Linked DNA regions of Pan troglodytes: region 1 is linked to region 2. A link is a contact called in public HiChIP or PLAC-seq data. All regions are on one chromosome and are shown on one strand. The core of a region is the stretch at or near the end of the contact, and the rest is flanking DNA. Distances in the headings are between cores, read along the strand shown.

What was found. HiChIP or PLAC-seq counts read pairs in DNA pulled down with a chosen protein or histone mark.
Region 1: an H3K4me3 HiChIP or PLAC-seq map of stem cell-derived excitatory neurons shows a contact between it and region 2, with 3 times the contacts expected there. The contact joins the promoter of EDEM3 here to the promoter of TRMT1L in region 2. A contact is called at or near these places in 1 of 7 Hi-C or Micro-C datasets (stem cell-derived neural progenitor cells) and 1 of 1 datasets of contacts at active chromatin or transcription factors (stem cell-derived excitatory neurons).

What each region holds. Positions count from the first base shown.
Region 1 is chr1:64,338,677-64,343,677 of NHGRI_mPanTro3-v2.0_pri, reverse strand. EDEM3 (ER degradation enhancing alpha-mannosidase like protein 3) reads right to left here and starts at 1,265. Exons shown (of 22, transcript XR_010156917.1): 1 at 660-1,265.
Region 2 is chr1:63,939,016-63,944,202 of NHGRI_mPanTro3-v2.0_pri, reverse strand. It overlaps TRMT1L (tRNA methyltransferase 1 like), which reads right to left and starts at 1,506. Exons shown (of 15, transcript NM_001280215.1): 1 at 1,003-1,506. The coding sequence starts at 1,237. SWT1 (SWT1 RNA endoribonuclease homolog) reads left to right here and starts at 1,533. Exons shown (of 19, transcript XM_054673589.2): 1 at 1,533-1,689.

The DNA of each region.
Region 1 (5,001 bases), core at 16-2,515, 400 kb before region 2:
GGACCTCGTGTATGTATTACTCTGAATTAAATGGTGTAAATAGAATTGATAATTTTAACACACTTCCAAGACGGATAAAAACTACTGAATAGGTATACTTGAGACTTTTGAATAATTTCCCCCCAAACATTCTATTATGAAAATACAGTGCAAGAAAACACTGCAAGGAAATAGTAAAATGTGTAAAGTTCAAGTTCCAATGAACGCCCCCTTTTCCGTAACAGGTGTAAACATCATTTCCTTAACTACTGTGAGATCAGCAACATTTTCCCAGTTGGAAGCTCACTTGCGCGAGAAAGCTAACCATGCTTCGGTCGACAGGCAGCCAACCGCAGAACTCCAGCGCGCAGCGATGCGGGCTGTAGCCCCCTTCTTGGGCCACTGACATGGCAGCCGCGTTGACACACCGCGCCTGGCTTCAAGGAGCCTGCACATGTCACCGGCGGCCAGGGCGACACCCTGTCAGCTCCCCCGAGGTCAGGTGGCGGGCGGCGGTTCCCACCTCCCCGGACCCTGTCCACCCCTCTAGGGTTCTCGCGCGGCAAGAGCCGTTCCAATCGCGACAGGAGAGGCCACTACGCGACCGGGTCGCAATGACAGGTACCCCTCCTGTGGTCAGCCTCACCGAGAAACCCACCCCAGGCTGCCAGCACCCTTACCCAAGCTTCTGTTTCTCCTCCCTACTCATGGGCTCGGCCCCCGCCGTCCACACGGAGGTGGCCGACACCAGGCAGAACGCGGCCGTCGCCGCCACTAGGCTCCATCGCGCTCGCTGGGGAACCGGGGACCCACAGCCCCGGCCGCCGGCTTCGCTCATGGCCCCGCGGTTCCGCGCACGCGCAGCTGCTACGCCCGGCCGGTGAGACACATTGCTGGACGCTGGTGGCCAGGGGGGCTGCTAGCCGTGCCGAGACGGGGCGGGATGCGGAGTAACACGGACGGCCGCCGGCGCCAAACTGTTTCCCGAAGCCACCAAGCCGGTCCCCAGCGCCAGCGCTGCCACCGCCCTCCGCCCTCAGTATCCCGGAGCGCCTCCCCCAGCTTTCCGGTGTCGTAGTCTAGGAAACCGCCTCCCCAACGTTACTTCCGGGTAGGGCCGAAGCCGTAGAGCCTCAGGACCAATGGAGACCTCATGGGAGAGGGGCTGTCTCCGGCGACTGGAGAGGGCATTGGCCAGGAGAAGTGAGACGTGGACAAAAGGCGGGACTGGGAAGGGATCTCTCGCTTCGACCCGCCTCCGACCCGCGGAATTGCCCCCTGAGGACTACCAGTCCCAGTGTGCACTGCTTCTTCCCCGGCTCTCCCGCGAGCCGACTCGGAGCCGTGTCTCTCGCTTCTACCCGGGGTAGGCGCGCTGCACCCTGGGACTTGCGGTCCTCCGAGGTCGCCAGTGGTTGCTGGGATCCCACCTCCCCCTTTCCTCGGCGCCCTACAGTCAACCCTGTCTCGGTGGGCTGCGGAGTCCCGGGAAACCCGTCAGCTGTTTATCTCTCTTCCTCAGAAAGTTGTTTCCCAGAGAGCTGGCTGAATGAGGCGCACTGTCCCCAGGTCAGTGCTGCTGCGTTAGGGAATAGTGTTGGAGTAGTCGTCTACCCTCAGGGAAATTCCAAAACACAGTAACAGCAAAATGAATTGAGCCTTTGAAGGCATTGCGCTAAGGTTTTTACTCGCAATCATCTCATGCACTCTTCTCAACTCTGATAGGGTAAGTACCACCATCCCCCTTTTGCAGACGAGAAAACAGAGGCTTAGAAAAGTTGGTTAACAAGAGCTCGTCACACTGCTGTATTAGAATCCATCCAGCCTCTGATTCGGAAGCCCTTGCATTTAACCACCGCGCAGTACTACAAGGATGAAGGAGCACGTTTCCCGAAGCCACGCGGCCGTCGCCGCCACTAGGCTCCATCGCGCTCGCTGGGGAACCGGGGACCCACAGCCCCGGCCGCCGGCTTCGCTCATGGCCCTCAAAAGCTCAATGTAAGGAGAGCTGTGTGGGCTGCAAAGAAGGTTTAATGAGGGAGATTGGAACTTGCAATGAATTTTGATGACTGAGTCCCAGGTTAACTATTGGTAAAATGACACATCGGTTCCTCTTGAAAAACCACATTGTTTTTCTAGTGTGGTCATTCAATAGGTGCGGAGTTTAGGAGCTTGGATGTGATCTCTGTGACCACAGTAAATTACTTACGTGTCCTTTAAGCAGCATTCGGCGGTCTTTCTGGAAACGTTTCTTCCTTGACTTTTATCACCTTACCTCTTACCTCTTAACCTCTTACCTCTTACCTCTTCTCTGGCTGACCCGTTTTCCTTCATTCTCTCGCTACTTTATATTAAAATACAGGTGTTCCCTTAAGGTTTTCTTTTTGTCCTTTTTCTCTCTGTACTCTAATTATTCCTTGGTGATTTCTTCTCATAAGGATTCAGCCAACATATCTCTGTGGTTGATTTCTAAATCAATATCTGTCCTGATCATTAGACCCACATTTCCACCTCCCTAATAGAAATGTCCTAATGTCTAGCCCAAGGGTAGCTCAAACATAAGATGTTTTCTGATTCAAATTAATGCATCAGAATCATTGTCAACTCATCTTTAGCCTTCGGGGTCCACGTGCAATTAATTACCAAATTATATAGATTTTACCTCTTCTATCTTTCAGATATTACCTTTCTTTCTATTCCCACTTTTGCTCCATTCAAGCTTCCATTACCTCTCTCCTAAACTATTGCAGTGGCTCAATAAATGTTAAATATACTCGCTTCCTTATTCCTGCAGTTTTCTTATCTATAAAGTGGGAATAATATGGTCCTTTTATCCAGTAGTCCCCAACTTTTTTGGCACCAGGGACCACTTTTGTGGAAGGCAATTTTTCCACAGGGTGGGAGAGACACCGTTCCATCTCAGATCTTCAGGTATTAGATTCTCATAAGGAGCGTGCAACCTAGACCCCTCGCATGTGCAGTGCACAATAGGGTTCATGCTCCTATGAGACTCTAACGCAGTTGATCTGACAGGAGGTGGAGCTCAGGTGGTAATGCTTGCTCGCCTGCTGCTCCTGAGAGGCAACTGACTGGTACCAGTCCACTGCCCCAGGCTTGGGGATCCTTGCTTTTATCTACTAACATGGATGCTGTGAAAACACATGAAGTCATTTCTGTACAATATTTAATATCCTTTATTTTTTTGCATGGATCTCCAATCCTACATTGGTTCCATCCTAGTCCTCTTTGGCAGCATTAATGTTGAAGTTACCGATTATCTCCCTGCTGCCCTACTCTCCTCTATACATGGCTGTCAGAATTGGTATTCAAGAACATCTGCAAACCCTCTGAATACCTTCTTTCTTCCTTCTAGTCTGCCCTGCCCTCAAATCCTATGTGATAACTAAATAATTCCTATTCTGTATCCTTTCCATGCCTTTGCTCTTACCATCTCCTATGCTACCCCATCATCTTTGTACAACACTCAACACCTGTTAAGGCTGGGCTCAGATTCCATCTCCACAAAACCCTTCCAGAACCTTCTAGTTAGCAGAAGTTATCCTCTCTCTGTGCCTCCATGGTATTCTGTGTCTTTGTTATTGTGTTTTTCACAGTCTGCATACCCACTACATTTTAACCACATGAAAAGTATTGACTTTAGCTTATTTGTAGGTTGTCTTAGTCCGTTTTCTGTTGCTATAATGGAATACCTGAAAGTGGGTAATTTATAAAGAAAAGTAATTTATTTCTTACGATTCTGGACTGGGAAATCCAAAAACCCGGCACCGGCATCTGGTTGGCTTCTGACGAGTGCCTCGTGCTGCATCATGACATGGTGGAAAAGCAGGCACGTGTGAAAGAGGTGAAACACGAGGGGCAGCCTCTCTGCATAACAACCCATTCTGGCAGTGACTAATCCAGTCCTGAGAGAATAAGAACCCACTCTAGCAAGAAGTAACCCAGACCGGAGAGAGCAGCATTAATCCCTCTTAATCACCTCTTAAAGGCCCCATCTCCCCAGATCACCATACCAGGGACCACATTTCCAACACAGATATTCTGGGGGACACACTCAAACTATAGCATAAGGATATTCTGAAACACCTAGCACTGTGCCTCTCCTGCTGTAGATGCTCAGTAAATGTTGAATATACTTGTTTCTGTATTCCTTCAGTTTCCTTATCTAAAAAGTGGGAATAATATAGTCCTTTTATCTACTTACATAGATGCTATGAAAACACATGAGGTCACTTCTGTACAATATTTAATATTATCCTTTCTTTGGACAGATCTGCAATCCAACATTGGTTTCATCCTGGATCCTCTTTGGCAGCCTTGGTAATGAAGTTAGCTAAATAAATACCTGTGAGTTGGTCTTGGCTCTTGCGTAGAGAACATTACAAACTAAAGGTCAACACCAATCATACGGTATTTGAAAACTAAGAACAAATAAAATAGAAAAACAGTGACATTCAGTTATATGGAAATATAGTCAAGTCAATAATTTGAAGTGGATTATTAACAATAACACAGTTTTCTTTACCTTCCTGATGTTCCAACCCTTTATAAGAAGTCAAAATTGACTATGAACTATCATTAAGAACATACTAAAGAAGAAGTACTGGCTTTTAATGTTTAACATTTTCTAGCATATTTGTTTGTTTTCAAGTTAACGCTGCATATTTAAAGATTATAATGGGAAGCCAGAACATAATTCTTTTTCGAACTGCTAAATAATAAGTATCTTTTTTTCCCTTGTTGAAACTCAATTTCTAGCCAATGATTGAGTCTATTTTTCACTGATCTCAGCAACCTTAAGTAGAAAATCTAGTGTGACCTAAAAGTTCTAAAACTTATCAAAGGTGGAGCCCATGGAAATAAAAGAAAAATATATTCGCAAAATGCATTTCAAAAAAGAACACTTTTTTTTTTTTTTGCTGGGCGCAGTGGCTCACACCTGTAATCCCAGCACTTTGGGAGGCCGAGGTGGGCGGATCACCTGAAGTCAGGAGTTCGAAACTA
Region 2 (5,187 bases), core at 257-2,756:
AATCTGTAACAATTTGTATGTTGTTTCAAAACTGCAAAATAATCCTATCTATAACTATCTAACCTTTTATAAATATTAAACTCAAAACTGGCCTAGAAGTAGAAAAAATAATGAATTAAAGATTATTTTAAGTTCCAATTCAGAAAGCACATAAAGGTCAATTTATGACCACAAACTAAACGTTAAAAGAACTTAAATTATGTCTTTCTTAGACCTTACATTTTAAAATGTTAGAAGATCCTTAAGAAAGTGTTACTCATCAGTCTTTTAAATTCCTATATGGTCCAATAAACCACCACTTAGAAAACATGCAGGCACATTCAGAAGCACAATAATATGGGCCATTAATTCTCAACAGTCTATTTCTGATGGAATGGAGTACAAAACTCAATTGGTATTTATGTATGGGGGAAAACATCCATAAATTTAGTCGATTCTTTCCTAAACTACTACTCAGCCTCAAAATCTCTTCGGAAGCAAGCTGCTAGCGGGGGAAAAGAAAACTGAAATGAGAAAAACTCATCTCCTTGTGGCTGTCGAAGCAGAAAAGCTAGTTGACAGAAATGGTTTAGAAATGTTGGTAGCTAGGATCTACTACCGTAAACAGGTTGCCTCGGTTACTATGTCACATTTGAAAGAACTTAGTTAACCATGGCAGACTGGACTGCGGGAAACTACCAAATTATGTGTAACTTCCTATTTTTGTACCTTAAAAAGACTCCCTTTTAAGAAAAAGCCCTTAACCTCATTATTTCCTTCTATCTGCAGCATTCCTGCTCTCCGCATATCCCTCACCTCTGACATCCTCGAGGCTTATGAAGATGCCGTCTCCCATTCTGTACCCCTGCTTTAGCCGCTACACGGGCCCCTCTTTCCTCCCCACCATTTTCCTAAACCTGCCTTGCCCCATAAAAACCATCCCGGTGAAGGGCCTCCCCTACTTCCCAGCAAGGCGCACTTTCTCTCTTCTGCAGCAGAAAGATCTGGGCCTTCTGCACTTACTGCTTTTAGCCTCCTCAGGGGCAGAGGCTAGGGACGGGGACAGGGCCGGAGCCTGGGCCAGGGCAGGGGCTGGGGCTGGAGCCGAGGCCGGAGTCGGAGCCGAGTCCAGAGCCGAATCCGGGGCCGGAGCTGGGACCCCAGCCGAGTCCCGGGCCGGGGTCGGGACCTGGACCTGGGCCACCTCCACCTCCTCCTTCTCCAGGGGCAGCAGCTCCTCCTCCGCCATATTCTCCATAGTTACCGCCTCCGTGCCAAGCCCGCCCGGGGACCCGGAGCGGGGCTCACGGCGGGGTCAGAGAACTGACGTGAATGCCCACAGGGCTGGATCCAAGGAGTGGGGAAGCAAGTGGGGAGGGCGGGATGCGTGCAACAGACAAAAGATGAAGAACCAGTAACCAAATCCTGTTAGTAGAAAACAGAAAGCCAGAGGCAGCGATTCCAGATGCCCGTCCGCTTCCCTTTCCCCGAGGCGTTACGACGCCACCACAAACTGCGCAGAAGCGTACTGGGGACGGCGTCCAATTGGGTAAGAGGGTTTGGTTTCTACGGTGCGTCTCCGGCCCACCGGCCAACCACCAAACCGAACAAAGACTACAGCACCCAGGGTACACTGCGCAGTCTGGGGGCGGGGCCGGAGTTCAAGCCTCGGAGGAAGTAAATGCAAATCTAAGCGAGCGCTGCGGTGCGGTGAGTAGGTATTCCGGATCCGGGCGCAGAACTACGTTTCCCAGCAGGCATACAATTGGTGGGGCGGGGTGTGTGTGTGTGTTGGGAGGCGGGGGTCCCTCTCCTTTGGCTTGGGGCTCCGGAGTTGCCACTGCCGCCGGCGCTGGTAAGGTAGGAACTGCGGGGTGCGTTGACGTTTTGCTGGGCAGGTTCCCCCTCGTCCCCCGCCCCAAGTATACTGGCGGGCGGGCGGCCGGCCGGACTGGGGACTCAGGAGTCACCCGGACCTGGGCGGGGCGACTCTGTGGGCGGGTCCGGGGACGAGCCAGCTCCGTGGAGGGTGTGGTTCTGGCCCGGCTTGCCTCCGGGGCTGCCCCTTGCCCGGTGTTGGGGTCTGGTCGGTTCGTGCGGAGCCCGCGGGCCGCGGCGGTTTACTAGCAGCTGACGAGGTTGCCTGTCCATCCAGCTGACTTGGAATTAGGGTCTGTTCTTCATTTCGCACCCTCACTTACACCGTGACCCGAACGCTCTTTTCCTTTGTTTTTATTTTTGCTTTAGTCTTCATGTTGCCAGTATCAGCAGTTCTGCGGTGTGGCCAGTGGATAGAAATTAGTTGTTTTGCTCTATTTTGCTTTGTTTTCAGGCTTTTAATAACCAGAGCTCTGAGTGGGTAGAGCTTCGGGGCATTTAATTTTGATGCGTTTCAGATCCCCAAAACATATGCTAGCGAGTCCCTGTCCCCCGTACTTCTCTCCCCTTCACTCTTAGTGCCTACTTGACATTCGAGCCTTTCTTGTTTCTTTCTTCTGCCCCCCCCGCGATAAATCCACTGGGACAGAAAGGAGAAAAACGTGAACTTTCTGGCTGCCCTGCTTGGGCTTGGTCCGAACCTTCTAGGCATCAGGGCAGGAGAGGGAAGCCCAATTTAGTCTCAAGAACAAGACGCGCGCTTCCAGTTAGCTTTTCTTAGTTAATTAAGTTGATAAACGCCAATCTTCTTGGTCTATTTGTTTCCTACTTGTTTCAGAACCCCGGGGAAGAGATAGCATGATTATTTGGCACTTTGAAGCACTAACTGGAAATTAACTCCTCCCCCTATAGTTAAGAAGTATATATCTGGAGGGGTGTGTGTGTGTGTTTAACCTCTCCCCAGTTTAATGGGAACAGATTATCCCTGTGGAGCTTCTGTGAGTTATAGTCCTAAATCCCTTTTACTGATCGTCCCGCACAGCTTTTATCTAGTATTCCTGAATGTGTAGTTGACTCATGGCTCAACAGTCAATTAAAAATGGGATAACACTGACTATAACTTACAGAAATGCTAACTATATCTGTGCATCATCCAATAATTCTTGTTCTCATTTCTTTGTTTTTTTTTTTTACTGTCGTTCATGATGATTTTTTATTTCTAAATGACTAGATGGTTAACTGAAAGCTAGATTCAGTATGTTAATGTCATTTAACACCAGCTGGAAACCAGATTAAAAGGGTCAGATTTTAGTATCTGGATTCTGTGGGAATTTTTGTAAGAATTTCTAAGCATGGTCTGTGCTTGTAAGACATCCTGAAGAAGGAATCGTCAATGTTTGAAGAATTAAATAATGTTATTCATCTATTGCTACTGCATAAGTTATACCAAAACATAGTAGCTTAAAACAACAGTAAACATTTATTACTCCACAGTTTCTGTGGGTCAGGAACTCAGAAATGACTTTCTGGGTTGATCTGGCTTTGGGTCTCGTGAGGTTGCAGTGAAGATATGTGCCAGGGCTGCTGTCATGTCACTTGATTAGGGGTGCAGGATCATTAGCTTCAAAGGTAACACACTCACATGCCTGGCTGTTAGTTGGTTCTGGTTGTTGGCAAGATGCCAGTAGTTCTTCCCTTGCGAGCCTTTCCATGGGCTGTTTGAGTGTCCTCATGACACTCTGACTTTCCCTAGAGTGAGCAGTCCAAGACAGAACAAGGCAGACGTCATGATATCTTATATGATTTAGCCACATACCACTATGTAGCAGTAATATCTTATTGGTTACACAGGTCAGCCCTATTCATTGTGGTAGCAGATTACATTAAGTGCATGATTACCAAGCATCAGGAATCATCAGGAGCCATCTTGAAGACTGGCCAGCACATGAAGTCTCCCCTCATTTATGTTTTGATTTGCATAAAATCAATAGGAATTTCACACTAGTATGAATATACAACATTTGTCCGAATAAACATAAACATAAGTGTTTTTCTGGGATAGTCCACAATACTGTCATCCACTAACAGTATTGACTTGGTCCACAGCAGGGCTGGAAAAGTGAGACGGGGATGGGAGGTGGACAGAGGAACTACAGCGAGTGAATTGGAAGTGGTTCAGAATGAAAGAGTTAATATTCCAAGGAAGAAGAATTCACTCATTTATTCACTCAGTAGGCATTTATGAGCACCTAAGTTTTTAATACGGCACACTCAAGGAGCTCAGTGTCTAGTAGAAAGACAAGCATACAAGCAAGTATGTATGTAGACATTACTGTGTACCAACCTATGCAAGATGTATATGTACATATATATATATATTTTAAATTTTTTTTATTTTTTTTTAATTTTTGAGATGGAGTTTCACACTTGTCACCCAGGCTGGAGTGCAGTGGCGCGATCTTACTCACTACAACCTCTGCCTCCCAGGTTCAAGCGATTCACCTCCCTCAGCCTCCTGAGTAGCTGGGATTACAGGCATGCACCACCACACCTGGTTAATTTTGTATTTTTAGTAGAGATGAGGTTTCATGATGTTGGCCATGCTGGTCTTGAACTCCTGACCTCAGGTGATCCGCCTGTCTCGGCCTCCCAAAGTATTGGGATTACAGTGAGCCGTGGTGCCCAGCCACAAGATATATTTTACATCCATTGTTTCAGTACCTCAAAAAGCCTGTGGGATGGGTTATCTATTTTACGAGTAATGACACAAAGACTTAAAAAAAGCATGTGATTTGCCAAAGTCTTGTTCAATGAATGACTGAAGGTATTTTGGGAAAATGAAACTTATGACTAATTGGCTTTGAAGTGTGGGTGGTGAAGAATATAGCAGTCCTGGAGGCAGTTGAAAATGGTGATCTGATGCTTAAGTGAGAAGTCAGGGATCAAGGCATGGTTTGAGACTCATTCCTGGAAAGGTGATAGATGAAGCTGAAGGAGAGGAGTGGGTAATTTTGAAGGAGAATGTAAGTGAAGAAAAGTGGAATAATGAGAGAATCTTGTCATATTGGGAATGGTTAAAAAATAGTAATCATAGTGCTGGGAGTGGTCACTCACACCTGTAATCCCAGCACTTTGGGAGGCGGGTGGATAACAAGGTCAGGAGGTCGAGACCAGCCTGACCAACATGGTGAAACCCTGTCTCTACTAAAAATACAAAAAATTAGCCGGGCATGGTGGCACATGCCTGTAATCTCAGCTGCTCAGGAGGCTGAGGCAGGAGAATTGCTTGAACCCGGTAGGCAGAGGTTGCAGTGAGCTGAGATCATCCCA